Regions from separate parts of the Pan troglodytes genome. Here region 1 is linked to region 2. Evidence: chromatin contacts called from public HiChIP or PLAC-seq data. All regions are on one chromosome and are shown on one strand. Each heading gives the region's core, a stretch centred on a gene start, on an enhancer-like site or on the middle of the called end of the contact. The rest is flanking DNA. Distances are from core to core; before and after follow the strand shown.

Region 1 (3,160 bases), core at 357-2,856, 250 kb after region 2:
TGTCCATGCTGTCCCCTCTCTGAGGACACTGGTCCTCTATCGCCCCAGGCCCAAATCCTGCCTCTCTTTCAAGGGCCAATTCACATGTTACTTTTCCCACAAAGCATTCCTGAGCCCACCGGGTTGAACTAAGATCATCTTGAATTCTTCCCATTTTGCAATATAGATATTTTATGACAGCGATGATAACTATTTATTGAGCCCAGCCTGGCCAACATGGTGAAACCTCTGTCTCCACCAAAAATACAAAACTTAGCTGGGTGTGCTGGTGGATGCCTATAGTCCCACCTGCCCGGGAGGTTGAGGCAGGAGAATCGCTTGAACCTGGGAGATGGAGATTACAGTGAGCTGAGATTGTGCCATTGCACTCCACCTCGGGTGACAGTGGGACTCCATCTCAAAAATAAATATTTACTGAACAAATGTTCCGTAAATTCCAGGCACTGTCCAGGCACATTCCAGGCACTGTCCTAGGAATGTTACCTGGAATATCTTATATAATTTTTTTTAGATAGGGTCTTACTCTGTCACCCAGGCTGGAGTGCAGTGGCACAATCACAGCTCACTGCAACCTCAAACTCCCAGGTTCACGTGATCCTCCTACCTCGGCCTCCTGAGTAGCTGGGACTACAGGCACGCACCATCATGTCTGGCTACTTTTTTTTGGATTTTTTGTAGAGATGGGGTCTCATTATGTTGCACAAGCTGGTCTCAAACTCCTGGGCTCAAGTGATCTGCCCACCTCAGCCTCTCAAAGTGCTGGGATCACAGGCATGAGCCATCATGCCCGGCCCTTATTTAATTTTTATAACATCCATTAGCAGCAGGTGCTCTTATCTTCAGGTGAGGAACTGAGGCTCACAGAGATGAGTTTCCCAGTATCACACAGCTACTAACTGGCTGAGGCAGTGTATTCGTTCTCTATTGCTGTCTTCAAATTACCGCAAAAACTAGTGGCTTAAACAATGAACATTTATTATGTCACAGTTTCTGTAAATGTGGAATCCAGAAGCAGCCTGGCTGGGTGGCTCTGGCTCGGGGTCTCTCTAGAGGTTGCAACCACAGTGTTGTGGGGCTGCAGCCTCATCTGAAGCTTGACCAGAGCTGAAAGAGCTGCTTCCAAGGCAGCGTCTGCTCTTCACCATGTAGGCCTCTCCACACGCCTGCTTGAGTGACCTCATGATGCAGCAGCCACCTCCCTGAGTGTGTGGTACAACAGGCAGCAAGGAGGAAGCTGAACCACCCCCCCAGAAGTCACACACAGCCATCCCTTCAGCCTCCTGTTGCCAACACAGGGCAGCCCCATTCAGTATGGGACAGACACCAGGAGGCAGGGTCCCCCAGGGCCATCCTGGAGGCCAGCAGCCACGGGCAGGGTCAACCTAGACTCGCCTGACCCCATCGCGGGGCCCTGGGCCTCCACCTTGAGTGGCTGCTGACGAGCAAATCATATATGGGTCCTTCCAGGGGGATCCCTTCCTCCCACCACCACCACTCCCCGGTCAGCTTTCCGCAGAGCCTGCAGTGGGAGGGCAGTGCGTTCACAGCTCACAGAAGCACCTTTGTGAGCAAACACTGCCAGGCAGATCCGTGTTTTCCTTTAATCAAATGAAAAGGTGTGACCCACACGCCCCCAGCAGTTTCCAGGGGGCTCATTCAGGGAGATGTGGACGGAATCCGTGGCGGGGTGGTGATTCCCACCCAGCCTCTGCCAGTTTCCAGGGGGCTCCATTAAGCTGCAGGTATGAATGGAATGGGGAGGGCGATTCCCACCCAGCCTCTGCCAGTTTCCAGGGGGCTCCATTAAGCTGGAGGTATGAATGGAATGGGGGGGGGCGATTCCCACCCAGCCTCTGCCAGTTTCCAGGGGGCTCCATTAGGCCAGAGGTGTGAACGGAATCAGGGAAGGAGGGTGACTGAGTCAGGGAGCGGGGGAGATTGGATCTGGGAGGGGATGATTGAATCGGGGAAGGGAGTGGTGACTGGGTCAGGGAGGAGGGTGGTGATTCCCACCCAACCTGTGCCAGTTTCCAGGGGGCCCCATTAAACCGGAGGTGTGAACGGAATCAGGGCGGGAGTGACTGAATCAGGGAGGGGGGTTGGATCAGGGAGGGGGTGACTGAACAGGGAGGGGGGTTGGATCAGGGAGGGGGTGACTGAATCAGGGAGGGGGTTTGGATCAGGGAGGGGTGATTGAATCAGGGAGGGGGTTTGGATCAGGGAGTGGGGCGACTGAATCAGGGAGGGGTGGTGTTTGCATCAGGGAGCTGGGGGTTTGTGATTCCCACCTGGCCTCTGCCAGTTTCCAGGGGCCTCCAGCTGGGAGGATTTCCTCCGGGAAAGGCTGGGGGTGGACGGGGGCACCTTGGGGCAGGCTGAGCTATGCCCACATTGTCAGGCAAGGAGGTATGGCTGGCTCCTGGAAGGGTCCACGGAAACCACGCACCTCTTGCAGAGGCTGCAGCGGCTGCAGACGCCGTCTGCTCACCGGAGAAACATCCGTTCCGTGAGCATCTGCTTCAGGGGCTGGGGATGGAGATGCTAAAAATGACAGGAGCGAGAAAGAGTAGCAGTTAATATTCACCGACAGCCTCAGTGGTCTGGCTCTCGACTCCTCACCGCACTCCTGAGGTAGGAGCTGTTACTACCCCCTCGTAGTTGCAGGGGAGGGGCAACCCGGAGGAGGAACACAGGGAGCACCCGGCTGGAAGCAGGAGCGGGCTGAGCCGTAAGGACCAAGACATGCAGCATCTCACCCATTCGGGGGCTCCCCCGCCCAAGGCCCCTCCCCAGGGCACTTCTCCTCTGAGGATCGGATCCTGAACTCACAGAACAGGCGAGAGGGCCACAGAGAGCCCCGGGAGCAGTGAGTCCCTGGGGCTCCTAGACCTCCCTAGCTCAAAGCCCTTTCACGTGGGGGCCAGCTCCCCGCCAAGCCAAGGCCCGGAGGCTGCAGTGGGCAGTGCCACAAGGCTGAGCTGGGAGCCAGGCAAGAGCTCTCTTTGGAGGCAGCTGCACCCCCTTCCATGGGGTCCTGCAGACCTTCTTTCCGCAGAGTTGGGGATCCCAGTGCACAGATAACTTCGTGTGCTGATTTTTAAGTTTCAGGTTCTCATTCAACGTAAGACCGTCATATACAATTCCCACGTTTCTATTTGGC
Region 2 (3,230 bases), core at 43-2,542:
CGACTGCCCAGCCCTTGCGTGTGGCCCGTGGCCCCCACTGGTCAGCACAGGTGGGTCTGAAGGCACCTGTCGGGGTCTCTGCTGGTCGGAGCCAGCACACAGGGGCTGAGCGACACCGACGGCCCAAAACTGTCTGGTACTCGGTGTCGTCCCAGTCCTCACACACAACGTGAGCACAGCGGGACAGGTGTAACCCCCCCAGGTGTGGCAGCTGAGGTTCAAGAATGGAAGTGACCCCCAAGCTTGGAGACAGTAGGGTTTCAACCCAGGTGTGTCTGGGGTCCTGCACGGTGACCCATGCCCCAGGCAGGCTCATTCCTGAGTCTCCAGGTGGCTCCCACAAGGAGTTAGGGAAGGAGGCCTCCAGGCCGGCTGTGACCCCTGACCCCGCACTTGCCCACCAGGAGACATTCCAGCCTTTCAGTTCTTCAGACCTTAGGGACACCTGACCTTCGCTCAGCATTCTCCAGGGGACAGAGACAGCCGTCAGGTAAGACTGGAGCCCAGCGGGGGGACCCGGCGGCCCGAGGTGGCGGGAGTGATTCCTAGGGCGACGCAGCTCTCAGGCAGGGCGGCAGGAGCAGCCTCTTCCTGCCTTTGGGGAGGCCACGCTGCGCGCCCACCTTTCCCAAGAGTAGAGGGCGGGAAAGGTCAGACGGGGGAGGCAGGGCCCGGTAGCACGCCGGCCACCCACCTGCCAGGGAGGACGCTGTCCCGGTCATGCAGCACAGTGGCAGCGCATGTGGTGATCGGTGGCCGCCGAGACCCCACGCCTGGACCCCGCGGCCACTCCCCGAGGGGCCTCCCCCTCCCCGCACGGGGATACCCCCCGTCCCCTTCCCCTCCTCCTCCCCGCGCGGGGCCTCCCCCCTTCCCCAAGGGGCCTCCCCTCACCTCTCCCCCCACCCCGCCCGCCCTTCCCCCACCTCGCTCCTCCCTCCATCCGCCCCTCCCCTCCCCGCCCCCCACCACGACCCCGCCCCACCCCGGCCCTGCCCCGTCCCACCGCCCGCACTCACGTCGTCCATGAGCAGGAGCAGGATGTTGGGGGGCTGCGGGGCGCCCGAGGCCCCCATCCCCGCGGCGCTGAGCACCAGCAACAGCCGCCACCACCTCGTCGCCGCGACAACCGCCGCCATGGCAACCACGGGAGCCGCGGAGCCCCGGCCAGCGAGCCGACCTAGCGAGCGTCCGCCGGCCCTTCCGGCTGGGCTGCGGGGCGGGGCCTGGACGGCCACGTGACTCGCGGGGCGGGGCCAGAGTCCGCGGAGGGACGGGAGGCGGGGCCTGGACTGCCTCGTGACCAGCGGGGCGGGGCCTGAGCCAGCTGCGTGCGGATGGGGCGGGGCTGGGGAGGCCGCGTGACCAGCGGCGGGTCAAGTGACGCGGTGCCTGGCGCCGAGCCTCCCAAGATGGCGGTGTGCATCGCGGTGATTGCCAAGGAGGTGCGTACGCGCGGCGTGGGGCGTCCGGGCTCGCACCATCCTCGGCTCTCCGCTTTCTTCTTCTTCCCTGGGCCTAGAAGGCACCTTAGGAAATGGGATCTGGAGGAGGCCTTCGCCGAGCTCCAGCGGTCAGGGGCTTCGCGGTGGACGAGCCGCCAGGCAGACCCTGACTGAGACCCCAGTTCCGCGCTCGCCCGTCCCGCTGCTGAACGCACCCCTCGGCGCACCAGGTCTCCTCCCCGCCAGGACCCACCAGAAACCTAGGTGGTCCCGGGCACTACCTCCGTCCTCAGCAGGTTCTGCCCGTTCTCCCGTCCAGCGCTGGTTCCCCGCGGACGGCGACCCCGGCCCTCCTGCCAGTCTCCCCGGAGCCGAGTTAAAAACAAATCGGATCCTGTCACGCCTCTGCCTGAGACCTCTGCAGTGGCTTCTCGTTGCCTTAGGATGCTGTCTGAATAATCTGCTCTGGGATCCTTTCCCCCCATAACCCTTGGCACCCTCCGCTCCAACCAAACAATTCTGCAGCTCCCTGGACATGCTCTGCCCTCTCACCTCTGGGCCTTTGCACGCGGAACACCTCTCCCCAGCTCCCATCCTCTTTACTGGCCCACATACATTTCAACTGGAAAGCATTTTCTGAAGGCTAAGACTGAGCTGGGTGGCTGCCCACACGCTCCTGCTGCACGGAGCCTTCATTTCCTAGCCAGGGTCTCCCGAGACCAGACTCGAGACCGCTCCCTGCTGGGCGGTGGCTGCTGCTAAGCTGCTCATGGGCTTCTCTCTTGGCCAAGATGATCATTTGCTTGTTTGTGGGTTTATTGACTAGGTATCACTCCCCACGAGGGTAGCGAGGACTCTTGTTCACTGTATTTCTGCAGGACCCAGTGCTGAACAGACACAGGGTAAATGGTGGTGTGTGAAAGACCGAGAAAGAAGCTGTTAATTCTGGGCTTCCAATGATCAGAAATGCAGAGATGAAGGGAATTTGAGCTGAGTCTTGAAGGGTTTAGTAAAAGGGTCACTGTCAAGGTGAAGAAAAGCCAGTATTTAGGGTGCTGTATTTGGGTGAGCCATGCAGAGTTAGAGGTGGGCTGAGGCAGAGTGGCCTCCAGGAGAAGGTGAGAGGCCTGCCCAGGTGCCAGGCTTGATCGGCAGGCTGTGCTCAGGCCCATTTTTCTGATTCATTTTTTCTTTTCTGCCCACCCTACTGCTGCTGCTTTGCAAACGACACATAAATCTCCTTAGGTTAGTTGGGATCCCCTGAAGGCCGTGCCCACTGCGGCATGGAGAATGAAGCGATGGGCCTTAGAGCATGGGAATGCGTTCCCCGGGGGGCTGCAGGTCACGGCTCTGCAGCATAGTTGAGAGCTGGTGTGCGCTGGGTGGAGTCTTGTCCTTTCAGTCGCCGTCATGCTTTCTTGCAGAATTACCCCCTCTACATTCGCAGCACCCCTACGGAGAACGAGCTGAAGTTCCACTACATGGTGCACACATCTCTGGACGTGGTGGATGAGAAGATCTCCGCAATGGGGAAGGCCCTGGTCGACCAGAGGGAGCTGTACCTGGGCCTGCTCTACCCCACGGAGGACTACAAGGTGTATCTTTCAGGGCAGGGTGTGTGTCAGGGAGGACCTACAGTTGCAAGATGTACTTTAGGATCAGATAACTTGAAACCTTTTAGAAGAAAAATAAAGAGGTGAGAGTTTTTAGCCAGCCAGGGAATTAGGGTAGCCTGAGGTGAATGAAGGCCTGTAACTCTTCTCTTTCATTGGAAGAGCCATTTGG

Evidence for each region. HiChIP or PLAC-seq counts read pairs in DNA pulled down with a chosen protein or histone mark.
Region 1: an H3K4me3 HiChIP or PLAC-seq map of stem cell-derived excitatory neurons shows a contact between it and region 2, with 4 times the contacts expected there. The contact joins the promoter of ACSF3 here to the promoter of GALNS in region 2. A contact is called at or near these places in 1 of 7 Hi-C or Micro-C datasets (stem cell-derived neural progenitor cells) and 1 of 1 datasets of contacts at active chromatin or transcription factors (stem cell-derived excitatory neurons).

Annotation. Positions count from the first base shown.
Region 1 is chr18:87,282,560-87,285,719 of NHGRI_mPanTro3-v2.0_pri, forward strand. It overlaps ACSF3 (acyl-CoA synthetase family member 3), which reads left to right and starts at 1,607. Exons shown (of 9, transcript XM_063797966.1): 1 at 1,607-1,742.
Region 2 is chr18:87,036,827-87,040,056 of NHGRI_mPanTro3-v2.0_pri, forward strand. GALNS (galactosamine (N-acetyl)-6-sulfatase) reads right to left here and starts at 1,293. Exons shown (of 14, transcript XM_024349994.2): 1 at 1,020-1,293. The coding sequence starts at 1,139. TRAPPC2L (trafficking protein particle complex subunit 2L) reads left to right here and starts at 1,278. Exons shown (of 5, transcript XM_054669593.1): 1 at 1,278-1,445; 2 at 2,870-3,042. The coding sequence starts at 1,338.